2 separate regions of the Mus musculus genome follow, and region 2 is linked to region 1. The links are chromatin contacts, called in public Micro-C maps. All regions are on one chromosome and are shown on one strand. Each heading gives the region's core, a stretch centred on a gene start, on an enhancer-like site or on the middle of the called end of the contact. The rest is flanking DNA. Distances are from core to core; before and after follow the strand shown. Region 1 overlaps Tbc1d5 (TBC1 domain family, member 5). Region 2 holds the start of Tbc1d5 (TBC1 domain family, member 5).

Evidence for each region. A called contact is a pair of places that touch in the nucleus more often than the background predicts.
Region 2: a Micro-C map of the G1E-ER4 cell line shows a contact between it and region 1. The contact joins the promoter of Tbc1d5 here to the enhancer-like site in region 1. A contact is called at or near these places in 7 of 39 promoter capture datasets (the C10 cell line, the HPC-7 cell line, liver and 2 more), 2 of 484 Hi-C or Micro-C datasets (B cells and the G1E-ER4 cell line), 2 of 115 datasets of contacts at active chromatin or transcription factors (bone marrow-derived macrophages and cardiomyocytes) and 1 of 9 other capture datasets (adipose tissue).

Annotation. Positions count from the first base shown.
Region 1 is chr17:51,012,947-51,019,646 of GRCm38.p6, reverse strand. The region is part of intron 3 of Tbc1d5 (TBC1 domain family, member 5); the gene reads left to right. Among named protein-coding and RNA genes, the nearest start is that of Gm31083, 140 kb to the right of the region's middle. Within about 2 kb of position 3,101, at least 3 of the 459 cell types and tissues checked have an H3K27ac peak or open chromatin away from gene starts, as enhancers often do. A contact at or near this core is called in the G1E-ER4 cell line and the HPC-7 cell line, where this site is marked.
Region 2 is chr17:51,176,255-51,183,284 of GRCm38.p6, reverse strand. Tbc1d5 (TBC1 domain family, member 5) reads left to right here and starts at 3,933. Exons shown (of 22, transcript NM_028162.4): 1 at 3,933-4,185.

The DNA of each region.
Region 1 (6,700 bases), core at 1,852-4,351:
ACTTTAAATGAAACTATTAACAAATTGACTAATTTACTTTAACAATGTCAATGTGTTCTCACAATTACATTTGCTTTAATTAGTGTATAAGCTATTATTTAATAGCATACTTCTCATATAAAAATTTAGTAATGAATTCTTACCTCCATTAAAGAAAAACTTTTAATGGCCTAACTGATTTTTGTACAAGAGCTTCTAGTTATAAAGTGGTGGAAGACATATGGAAAATCAGAAAGGAAAGCGTGCAAAAATGTACAGAAATACCAAATTCTTTTGTTATTTTTCATGGTTGACATTACATGTCCTATTTACTATTGTGTAAATATGATTAAAATTGTTTATATCTGTTAGGGAAGGGAACGTGTCTCCTGAACAGCTTTAGTAGTGTTCACTTCAGTTTTTCCTTCTTAATATTGCTTTAATATTTGAAATTTTGAATATAAGAAAATCACTCACAATTAATTATGTTAATGACAGAAAATTTATATGTTTGTATAATATAAAATAAGCAAAAATAGTTCTCAAAAGTACTTTGTTTTAAACACTAATCTGTATTCCAGAAAATATCTAGAGCTAGCCCCCTGCACCAGTTGATCTCACTGGCTTGTTCTCTCTGCCTGCCACCTGGCCAGCCCTGTTAGGCCACATCTTGGATGGGTCCCCTGAGTTCCTCTTGCTTTTACCCAAAGCTCCACACACTCTTGGTTAGCCATCTCAACACCTAATTACTTGGTAGAATCAAGACTCTAATGCTTAATTAGCCAATCAGATTTAAGTATCAATAATAACAGAATTTACAAGAGGCCAATATAGTAATTTCAGAGCCAAATGATAATGATAAAGCTTTAACACAATTATTCTAACATTTTATTTATTTATTTATGTATTTATTTATTGGTTTTTTTTTTGAGACATGGTTTCTCTGTATAGCCCTGCCTGTCCTAGAACTCACTCCGTAGACCAAGTTGGCCTCGAACTTATCTGCCTGTTTCTGCCTCCCAAGTCCTGGGATAAAAGGTGTGCGCCACCACTGCCCGGCTTCTTCTAACATTTTGATAGAATGTCAGCCTGCATTCTGGTTCTCCCTCTCCCCCTCATACCTCTCCGTCTCCTTCCATTCTCGCTCTGCCTCCTTCTCCTGTCCAGTCACAAGCCTCCTGCTGCCTAATGTGATTGGACAGGGAAAATTCTGCAACAAATCTGGGAATTTCTTATCTTAGAGTTAAGTCTTGAATTCTGGAAAAGTTTCTCAGAAGGACAGAGTAGTTTCCCACTCCTGTAATTCTCTTTTAAGAGAATATCTGTTGTTTTTTATTTATAATGTGTGTGCTTGTATGCTACATGTATGTGAATATTTAAGGAGGTCAGAAAAACAGTATCAGATTTTTTGAACTTGTTATTACAGGGAATTGTGAGCCACCTGATCTAGATGCTTGGAGCAAACTCAGGTACTATGGAAGAGCAGCAAGTTTATAAATAGATATGATACATATTATTCAATATAATAACTTAAATTGGGAATCCTTTGACCTAGTTTGGTCAATTCACTAAGTTTCTGTTACTTTAGGTTTCTATCTTTTTTGGGGGGGGGCTTATTAGTAGTTAAAAATGTTTGTAAAGATATAAAATTAAAATAGAACATATATAAAAGATAATTAGGTATTAAATATTTAGTGAAGAAATGTGAGAAGCTCAGAGGATAAAGAGTGGAAAAACTAATTCCATCTCATCTCAGTGAGATTCAGGACTGTCTTCTAGTTTCTCTCTTTTCATCAGTCCCACCTCCAACATCCACTGTTCTGCTCCCTTTCCTCTTCTTCCTATCCCATTAAAAAATATATTGATAATAGATCGGTTTTCTTCCACCCCTTGCTGCTCCATTTTATTATTTATTTAGGTCTGATCTATATTTAAATTTTATTATATGATGTTTATTGTATATACAATGATGTTCTGATAGAAATATAACAAATATATATTTATTAATAAATATAAATTATACTTATTTATTGTTTATTTATAATAGGATCTTACTATGCACTTCTGGCTGGCCTGAGTCTCTCTATATAGACCAGCCTGGTTTCTAACTCCTAGATGTGTACCTTTTTCTGTCTCCTATGTCCCAGGATTAAAGGCATGAGTTCTTAATGAACTCTGTATCTTCTGAGAAATTGCTTAGTACCTTCTTGAAATAAAGTCCTTTGGTTTTATTACTTCTTTGGAGTCAAGGTCAGTTCACCTGTTAGAGCTGCAGCATCTCAGAAGTAATTCCCAGTTATGTAGTATATCCCTTGTTGCCTGCATTGACTTAAAGAAAGCCCTCAAAAACCTTTGAGTGTGACCTTCTGTATTTATTTAATTACTTTTCAACAATCAGACATGATTTCTCATAAAATTCAAGATTTGCCCAGAGTAGTCAGATCATTGCAAGCAAACAGATTTGGAGAACTGATGCTGTCTGACCCTAGAATAGATAGCCCAAGAGTAGCACCCAAATTTTAAAAAGGGCAAAAAGGAAATTTGTTAGAGAAGAGAGTAGTCTTTTCAGCAAGCAGCACTGCAAATAGTTGCCATCCATGTGCATGTGCATAGAAAACTTGGAATGTGCCTGTCTGTCTGTCTTTGCATACCGTTTGAGATGACAACAGTTAATACAAATTGAATTGTAAGTCTAAATGAAGACATCATGATATCTAGGTCAAAATGGGTTTGATGATAGCTTTTAAGACAAACTCTGAAAACAGTATCCATAAAAGAATGAAGGAAAAAACTGGTAAGTTAAAAGCAAAAACTTATTTTTGTATGGTACTGTTAGGTACTAAGGCATCAGGCAGACTGAGAGGAGTCTCTTCCTGCAGCTTCCTCTGTAATATGACCAGATAGTCAACACATCTGAAGACCAACTAATAAAGAGGAAAAAAATAGTAAGTTTAAAAATGTGGGGAGTAGAAATGGAGCAAACACCATTGATGGCCTGGATATATGCCATTTACTATCATTCAAAACTAGAGACTAAGGCACAGTCGGAGTCAGGAGCCTAATTATCAGCTGTGGCAGGCGTCAGTCACCATTGATGCAATCTTGCAGAAGTAATGCAAGGACAGGAAGTGAACAGATGAACTGTTAGTTGTACAAACACTATGATTGTGAGTACACATGGCTCAAGCACTATAGAGCATACTTGTCTTTAGCATTGAAAAGAGAGACAGACAGAGAAGATTGACAGAAAGAGAAAACAATAACAAACAACAGCTTTATTTGATAACATTTGGATATCCCAAAATGGAAATGTTTCTTCATATAAAGTAAGAAGCCTTTTGTAAAATAGATCACTATATTGTGCTCCTTAGTATCCTCTCTTAATTTTACAGATTGAAACTCTAAAATTTTTGTTGAACTTTGCTGAACTCATTCATTAGTCTTTTTTTTAATGTACTTAGTGGTTTCTCATTAAAACTATGTTATCATAATTAGAAATACTTTTTTTTTTTTCAACTTTTGGTGCTTTATTTTCCATTGCCCAGTGAATTTGGCTAGAAATTCTAGTATAAAATTGGGTAGAGGTTTTTTTTTTTGTTTTGTTTTGTTTTTTTGTTTTTGGTTGTGAGCTTAGCCTTTAAACAGCTAAACTATCTATCTCTCCAGCACAGCCATCTCTATTGCCAGGTAGTTCAGCATGCATCTTAGATCCCAGCCCTCCCGAGGCAGAGGCACATGGATCTGTAGTCTACAGAGCAAATTCCAGGACAGCAAAGGCTACACAGAAAAACTCTGTCTTAAGAACAAAGACCAAACCAAACCAAGGAACCAACCAAACAAAAAGAGTCAACAACTACAAACAAACAAATTACAAAACTGAATAGAAACTTGGAAGTCTTGATTTTTAAATTTTTGTTTTTAACTATTGGCTCGAAGTTTGTTGTAGTTTTGTAACACGTAGAAAGTTTCCTTCCATTTCTGGTTTTTTTTGCATAGTTTTTTTAATCAGGGAAGCATATTCGGTGATGTCCAATACTTGCTTTGCATCAGCTTAGATGATCATACAGATTTTCTTTTATTCTGTTAATGCTTTAGTTTGATAGTTACTTCTTTAGACAATCACCTTTGTAACTGAATTAAATACCCCTTGGTTTTGACACACACACACATTAGGTCTGGCAATATTTCTGTTTTTCTGGTTACCAAGTTTGGTATGCTGTTCATGCAGAGAAGTGATTCTAGTTTGGAGCAAAATTCAAGAAGAGTTAGCATTACTTCTTAATATTTAGTAGAATTCATCAATAGTCCTTTCCAATGCTTTTATTTTGGGGAAGATTTCGATTAATTTAATTTTCTTCTTTAAAATCTATTCCTATTATCTCTTCTTGAATCAGTTTTAATAACTTAACATGTTTTTAGGAATTTGTCCATGCCCATTGTGAACTTTATTCATTTTCAATTGTGAATAGTGCTTTTTAGAATTCTTCTCATTTTTGTAAGATTTAGAGTAATATCCCAATTTTTAAAAGTAGTTTCCTCCCTCCCTCCTTCTTCCTATTCCCCTTTCCTTTCCTTTCCTTTCCTTTCCTTTCCTTTCCTTTCCTTTCCTTTCCTTTCCTTTCCTTTCCTTTCCTTCCTCCCTTCCTATGTCTAACCTCACATTTGTATCTTTTTCTTTATGTTACTTACTCAGTACATCAGAGAGTAATCACTTAAGATTTTGGTCTTGTAATTGAACCTTGTTTTTTGTTTACCAATTATGACAGCAGGTTTCATTCTGAGAAGTAATGTTCCATGACATTTTGTAAGAAAATGGTATTGCGTACCACTTACTCTTCATATCTTTAAGCAAAAACAGTAAATGGCTTAGAAATTAATATTTGCAAAGAAAAATAGCCTCATTGATATGGTTCTTTAAATAAACCCAGTGAGTGCTAATAGGAACAATATGTTTACCTAAGAGGGCCACTTTCTTTCTTTCTTTTTTTTTTTTTCATTTTGAGAGGAATTTGGGATAAAATTATTATTTTCTTAAAACAATTATGTGTGTATATAGTAGTTAATACTTATTAAATTTTGTTTAATAAGTATGTATCATATGGCAAATTGAAACATAGGTGATGCTTGTTAGCACATAGGTTAAATTATTTTAATTTAATTATCAGGCATAATTCTCTAATACTTAAATAATATTTAATAATAAACATTTAACTTCATTTTAAAATTAAGATCACAAGTAAACTTAGTACCATATTAAAAACAAATCTTTTCATAAATTTTTTTGATTAGTTTCCCTAACCATTTACTAAATTTGACAATTTTCTGTTTATTTTTAATTATTTAAGAATAATGTATTTGCTATATCTCAAGTGACATATTTATATATTATATATTTACATATATTATAGGTAAGATATATATCAAATAATAGTTTTCCAGAAGACTAACAGTAATTGTTCTTATGAAAAAGCAACTACTTCATTTGTTCAGATACTAGGTTAGAGGGCAAGTGATGAAATATTTACCAACTTGGGAAATGTTTGCCATTTAAACACATGCACACCATGCACACTCACACACAGATGAGGTGTATGTTTATGCACAATCTGGCCTTTTAACAAAGAAAAATAAGGCTATATTTGGGCTGCCACTGGTAGAAACAAAACAGCTGAGTCTTTAATGAACACCATACTGAGGGCATGTAGGACATAAGGCAAATTAAGCAGGTTACAAACTGCACATCTTATATTTAGATACAGAGATCTCCCCAATCCTGACAAGGCAAGCAGATAGACAGAAACAGAAGGAGATCATTTGTATCAATTTGAGAAACAGAGCAAGTAATGAAAGAAAATAGCCATACAATTCTTTCCTGGCGAAGTTGTTTATTTCTCCGTTTTCACAAAAATAAGTACACTTGGTTAAACACAATCTCCTTTTATTTCATTTATAAATCAAGACCATGATAGGTTGTTTTTTGAATAGATATTCTGGACACTCACAGAAATTTTAGTTGAACTAACCTGACAGCTTTGTTTTAAAGTTAAATATGAGTTTTCTTTCATTGAACACCCTTTCAAAGTATAGCAGTTTTAGCTGTGAACGCCTGAATACATTAATGATGACAAAGAAGTTCCAGCGTGAGCCAACATTTGCTTTGTTGTGTTTGTAACAGTACTTGGTAAATTGATACACAGATGTTACAGGTCTCTTTTAATTTGTTCTTTCCCCACTCCACTTTTTTTTTTCTAACAACTACCTCTGTGTTTACTAATTCTTTGTTATTAGTCACTTCAATTTTTAATTATTATCTTATATGCTTTAAAGAAATCTGTATGAGGAACATTTTACCATTTCTTTTAATGAGTGTGATTATATTCTTAAATGTGTTACTCATGTCTAGGATTTGAAGATTTTTATACAAAATCAAACCCTTTTCAGCTTTCATAGGAAGTATATATTTCAAGGTCACTTACTTTGTATCTTAAATGAGAAAAAAAAGATCAATTTCCAAAAAACACAATTAAAATACTTTAGCATGTTTTTTTCAGTCTTAGGAAGATTTGGATTGCTAATTTTAAAACTATTATTGTTGTGAAAATTCTCATTTGTTCATGTGCTTTTTGAATGAACTGTGTGTACATATATGCAGATGGGTGTGCCCATGCACTTGCATTCGGAGGCCAGAGGAGTTCTTAGGGTTCCTCTCTTTGTTACCCTC
Region 2 (7,030 bases), core at 2,684-5,183, 160 kb before region 1:
TAATGCCTTATATATTGTATTTGGCTTTAATGAAAGCTTTAAAATTTAGTGGCTTAAATAAGTCATGCACTTATCTCTCTAATAGAAGTCAGAGCAGAGAGTCAATGTTGGATAGATAGGTTTTCATGAAGCAATCCAGAGACCCAGCAACTATGTTTAGTTGCTCTGCTAGGCTGTTCATCCTGGGAGCTAGGTCACTATGTCTGTATTTCTGGAACGAAGTGCACAGCAGGAATAGAATGGGAGAAACATTGTAGGGTGGACATTTTTTTTTTAAAGCAAGTAATATAGAAAATGAACACATTGCTCCCTCTAGCATTCCCTGGATGAAAATGGAGTCACATGGCCACACCCAGCCACAAGGGGGAATAGAAAATGTAGCCTCCAGATGGATGGCTGTGTTCCCAGCTGAAACTCAATTCCAATGGAAGATGAGAAAAATAGATTTGGAAGAGAGGAGGAGCCAGAAGTCTATCACGCATAGGTATGCAGACACTACATACAAATTGATTTCTGGTTTCAGCATCTTTATTTTCATTTTCTTGGTAGGCATTCTAAAAAATAATGTCAATTTTATTTGCTATGACTAGAATGAGAGTTAAGATGTCTCTAGAGCCAAACCTTCGTCCTGTAGCTGCAGTGTGAGGGTGGGGCAGAGGATGAGATGAGGGTGTTTCGCCTCAGCTCCTCAGAGGAGGAAGAAAACCACGAGGGAGGAAACTGAGTGTACCAGATTTTATTGTAAAAACAGCAACAATGATAAAAGATTGAAAAAGAGAAAACTACAATCCTCTCACTTTCCAGTCGACAACGCCATACCACAGGACTTACATTTTATTACCACGTTAGGCCGCCTTAGGTGGGTGGAGTTGAATGTTCATAAAGACAGAGGCTTAGACAGCAGGTGGTGGGTGGCACATACCTTTAATCTCAACACTCTGATTCGGAGAGGCATGCAGGTCTCTATGAGTTTGAGGCCAGCGTGGTCGACAGAGTGAGTTCCAAGACAGCCAGTACTACACAGAGAAACCCTGTCTCAAAAAACCTAAAACCACCACCACAAAAAGAAAAGAAAAGAAAAGAAAAGAAAAGAAAAGAAAAGAAAAGAAAAGAAAGCCAGTTATAGTCAAGGGCTGGCCCTTGTGCTTCCAGTTGTGTCACCCAAGACAAAGAGTTCATTTAGATATTGCCACATTTATAACAATGCTGGGATGCTGTAACTCTTGAATTGTATTACAAGTAGCATAAGTGAATCCTATGGAATTCATCAGTTCAGTTTGTTTTTCTAAGGTTACTTTAAAACAAAACAAAACATTGGGAGACTGAACCTAAGGGGTTATTCTCCACCTTGTCGTAGTGCTCTATAGACTGAGCTCTTATAGACAGACTGTTTCTGAGGGGAGAAAGAACAAGTAGGAGAGAACTGGTTCCTTTGTTAAGTTACTGTTGTGATCTAAAGGATAGTGGAGCTGCATTTAGTGGGGTCAGGTGGGCCTGCCCATCTTGGAACAACCAGGACGCAGGTTGTGGGGAATGACTGGGCTGTTTCTCATATCTTCTTGCATTTTTGGTCACATAATATACTAGGCAAGCAGGGACCTAGCTGACTCTTCCTAGCATTTAAGTCCCCATCAAGACAGCGAACTAACTCTCAGGCCTGGAGACCTAATATTCTAGCTGGATTGGGCCATTCACTTGGCCAGAGGGCTGCCTGTAGAAGGGTGGACTCACCTTAAGTTAGAGAGATAGGTGGGGTTAATTATCTTTTCAATGAAATCCTGTCCTTTTTCCTACCTAGAATCCCAATCCCCTGTATAGGCTGCAGCTGTGTAGCTAGTTAAGTCAGACTACTTTTAGAATTTTTTCTGTCTCTTCCTAATCTTGTTTTCCTTAACACTCTGGGTTTTCTTTCTTTCTTTCTTTCTTTCTACCTCTCTCTCTCTCTCTCTCTCTCTCTCTCTCTCTCTCTCTCTCTCTCTCTCCCTCCCTCCCTCCCTCCCTCCCTCCCTCCCTCCCTCCCTCCCTCCCTCCCTCCCTCCCTCCCTCCCTCCCTCCCTTCTTTCTTTCTTTCTTTCTTTCTTTCTTTCTTTCTTTCTTTCTTTCTTTCTGTAAAGTCTCCTTCCATACCATGCAGTTGGTGGTTGGCCGTGTAGCTACCCTCTGTGCCAGCTTCAATGGTGTCTTAGGAGGCACCATGACCACGTCAACTCTTTGAAAAGAAAATAATAATTGGCAGCTTGCTTACAGTGTCAGTTTAGTCCATTATCATCATGGTGAGGAACCTGGAGACATGCAGGTAGACATGGTGCTGGAGAAGCAGCTGAAAACTACTCCTGATCTGTAGGCTGAGAGACTGGGCCCACTATGAGCTTTTGAGGTTTCAAAAGCTCACTTCCTTTGACAAGGCCACACCTTCAAATCCTTCTATCACTCTACTCTCTGGTGACTAACCATTCGAACACATGAGCCTACGGGGGCGATTTTTATTTAATCACCACAAATGGTATGGCTGCTTTCTGTCTTCTTTTATCCATCTCTGAGAAGCAGCTGAGCTTTATAGTCTTCAGAGATGTTCTTTTCATCTCTAATGAAATTGCCCTTCGGTCCCTTCTTAAATTATGCTATTTATGAGACTAAGCGTCCCAAGAGGGGATAGAGATTTCTCCTGTCATTTGGTGACCACACTGAAGGACCTCTACAGTCCCAGTAACACCAGCATAGTCAGTACTTCAGGAAGGAGATGAGGGTCTGCGGTGAGATATTTCGGTGCCGGAGAACAAAGTCCACTATACATTGTAGAATACCAGTCATGTGGCTGACTGCTGTATTGCTAGCTGGGAGAGCAATATCCAAATACAGCATGATGCATCTTCCTATTTCTTAGGATTCTGTTCATGAGACTAATGTAATCATGAGTTTAGCCAGAACTTTTAATAGCTTACTCTATTCAACCTGTTCAATTTCTGCTACAGTGAGAAGGGCATTAGAAAAAAGAGAATCACTGTGTTAAGTGTGGTATGCCTTCCTTGGAAGCTAGCTAACTTTCTGACCTCTGTTTTGGTTTCCATAATCTGAACATAACAACTGATTTTTTTTTTTTTTGCGCTATTTGTAAAGACAGATTAATAAGAGATCTCTCTTTCTCTCTCTCCAACTCAGATGAGCTATTTACCACTTTCTTATTGAAGAAGAAAATACCAGCCTCCCATTGCTGGAGGTTAAATGCAACTTTAAGTCAGGATTAAGCAGGGGCATAGGGCGGTAAAACCAGGGTCTAGTCATTTGCCAAAATTGTCATTCATTAGATTAACTATCTAATGACTAGTCATTAGTCTAGATTCGAGGTCTGAGAAGATAAAACCTGTGTGTTTTTACAGGTGTGGGGTTGCTAAAAAAACAAAACAAAAAACAGCACCTCTCTGGATTCATACAAAGAAGGTCTTCACAAAGAGGTAGTGAGTCCCTACAAAATTGGGTGGCACGACCTATCTGTCATCAGTCTGTACAGCTGTAGACCAAGGATGAAGGGAAGGCCATTTACAGGAGACAAGGAAATTGTGCGATCCGAGGCAGGAGTGCCAGATTCTTAGGACGTTCCCAGGCCTGACTTATCTCCTCGATGCCAGTCCCACCCTGGGAAGCTGGTGGCAAGTGGGGGACCTCGGGTTGTGGCAGAAGGCCGGCTCCCACTGTAGGGAGGCCCCGCGCGCATGCGCATCGGCATGGCCCAGGCAGCTCCATTGGTCTCGGGCGTCCCCTTTTCCCTCTTCACCCCGACCTATCCCCCAAGACACCAGGCTCCCAGAGCGCGGGTCACCCGCGGCTCACCCGCTGGCTCGTCCCAGGCCCGGGCGCGCGCCTGCGCACGGGTCCCCGGGCGCGCGGGGTTACTAGAGGTGGAGCGCCGGGAGGGCGCGCAGCAGGAGGCGGACGCCGTTACGGAGGGAGCGTGGTCACGTGGCCGCTGGTCACCGCCGCCACCTCCCGCCCCATTCTCTTGCTGGTCGGGCCAGGCCCGGCGTGTTCCACGAGAGCCCGGCAGACTGACGGGGAGAGAGAGAGAGAGAGCGAGAGAGCGAGATAAAGAGAGGAGAGAGACAGAGAGACTGACAGAGAGAGAGAGAGAGAGAAAGGAGGGGAGGAGGATTCAGGGAATAGGAGCTGGGGAGCCCTGCTGCGCTACAGGTAAAAAAATAACATAACGATGCTAACGGTGAAAAAGCGCCTCGCCTCCCCCGTCAGCCTCCCCGGGCAGCTGCACAGCCGTCGCTCCCTCCCCGGCCTCCCCTCAGCCTCGCTGGGCCCCGTCCCGCCGCCAGGGAAGGCCCGAGCCGCCGGCCGCGGCTTGCGCGCGGGCTGGGAAGGGAGGCGGGCTGGGGCTCGGTCCGCTGCGGGCCGGCGGGCGAGCGGGCGGAAGGGCGAGCGCGCACACGGGCGAGGCAGCCTCTCTCAGCCCGCTCGTCCCAGTCCCCGTCCCCGTTCGGTCCTCGCTCCCGGACGAGCTCGGGAAGCAGCTACCGGGCATTGCCGAGCTGCTCAGCCAGCTCTACTTCCTCTTTGGCCGGTTCCCTGTTTCTTTCAGCCCTGGGCTGCACGTTTCCTTCCCAGGCCGGAAGTCAGGCGGCTGGAGCCCGGAGCCGAGCAGCCTCGGAGGAGAGAAACCCTCTCCTGCCTTAATTTGCCTTAGTGCTACTTAAGTTAGTCACGCCGGCATCTGTCAGTTCGAGGCCTGGCAGGACCCGAGGAGAACGACTTGGGAGAGTTCCCCCTGCCCCCTCTGTTTTCCTGGAAATGTACTGTTCTTCCAATACATTCTGTGCAGATATGCGACCTAGAGTTTGGTCACTCCTAGTTACTAATAGTTTCAGGACGACTTACTAACCAATTCAGCGCTTGAGAATGGTAACAGCTTTTGAAGGTTACATCTTTTATAACCCTTCAACTTCCACCCCCCCCCCCCCATCACTTTCTGCAGAGTCCCCATTTCTCAATTCTGAACTGGACTGAAACTTTACTATGCAGGTTACATGCTAAACTGCCTGAGGTGGATTGTGCTGAAATGCTAGGGCTTTTGTACGCGTAGTCCATCACAGTGTAGTCCACAAACCACCTCTTATTAGTGTGCTGTGGCACAGGATGCACTATTGGAAAAGAACTCTTGGAATACAGTGGGAAAGAAACTCACTTTTCCGTTATGCGTCTTTGGTTCAGTTCTATTTCCAGGACTTCCTTGGTGTCCGAAATAGAATGGAAAGGGCAGCTGCAGTGGGATAGAGAGCGTTGATCAAACCTGAGTCCCTGGGGGTTGGGTTCTTGTTAAAAATGTGATAGGAATTCAGTGGATGTGGTAACTGATACAACTTGTTATTCTGCATTTCTCACGTGGTGATGGACAAGACCTTGTTCAATACAAAAGGTGTAAATATCTTCTGTGTATAGAAATGAAGTTACGTGTCTGTGAAGGACGGACACACACACACACACACACACACACACACACACCCCTTGGAATGAAGAGGTGGCCTGATAGGAAAGTTCAGTGTCAGGGTGCACTAATAAAGTTTGCTTGGGGGAAGTAGAGTGAACCAACGCTGGATTCCAGGAGAAGGAAAAGAAGTACAAATTGTGTGCTCTGTATGCTGTGTGGTGCCTGCACCACATTTTTGTTTTATTTATTTATTTATTTATTTATTTATTTATTTTTGTTAAAATGGTTTGGCGTACTTCTTAAAAGACTCGCTTCCCAGTTCATTGAGTTTTTATTAAGGCATAGGCTCGGAATCTTGGGTTCGTGTGTAATGCTGGTTGAAAGTTTCTTCGATTGGCAAAATCATTGTGTCTGATATCTTCAAGTGTAGCCTCAGTTGGGCAGTGTGTTCTTGGTATTTGAAGCACATATTTTAAACAGTTGAGAGCCACACAAAGGGTGTCCTACCTGGATTTGTTTTTTTTTTTTCCTTCATGTAATTTTTATAATGTAAATGAAAGAGTTTAAAGTATTCCATGTACTTCTTCTGGTTTTCATACATAAAAATGGTTGTCCTTTTACTTCTACGGTACAAGGAATTGAACGTAGAGCCCTTTACAGGCTAAGTAGTTAAGTTCTAAAGAGCTTTATGAAAGTCTTTATGGAAGTCTAATAGCAGCTACTTCTAGTCCCATAAGTTTTATAATCTTAATTTTAGTTATTACTTTACCTTGCTTCTTTATATCCTAAAATACATTACACATCTTAACTCACTTTATTGTTACAACTTTTAAGCAAACAGAAACTGGATGGATAAATCACATTCCTGATTGACATAGCTAATACTAATTTGGGATTCTGATTGGCTGACTTATGAATCCTTGCAAATCTTAATTATCTTGTATAACTTCCTTTTTATTATTATTATTATTATTAATTATTATTTAGAAGTAAAGGGATGAATTTTTGTAGTGTTGCTGTTTAGGAGCTTTATTTTCATTTTAAGAATTAAAATGTCCCCTTGTTAATACCCTGTGCCTGGTGCTTCTGCTCTTCCTGAGTGAGCTGCGTAAGACACACCTGTAAAGTTGTATTCTGCTCGCACTTGTTCACACGTTTGGCTGTCCCAATCTCTTCACTGCTAAATGTAAACTGTGTCTTCTTTGCTTTGACTTGGAAGGCCTTTCCTGGCCCACCTATGTCTGCCCTCCCTTCACCTTCATGCATATTTTATACGGAAGGCTTTTTCCTATTCTTCTATCCCAATGCCTAGTTTTGATAAAATTTCTTTGTATTTGTCGTTTTACACTTGTTTTCTTATTATTTAGGTTTAGAACTTAATCAAATTCCTGGCCCTCTATTTGGCTAGTAAGGGCAATAAAAACTAGCCACTGAAAAAGTAGGAAGGGCAACCCATAAATAAAGGACTATATTTTAAGTTGAATAGTATATGTTTTACTGCAAATTAATATATCACCTTCCCTGACTTCTCTCTGTGTGTCTTCCTCTGTGTCGGTGTGAATAGTGGGGCTTTACTGTCTGTTTAGGCAGTTCTTTCCATAT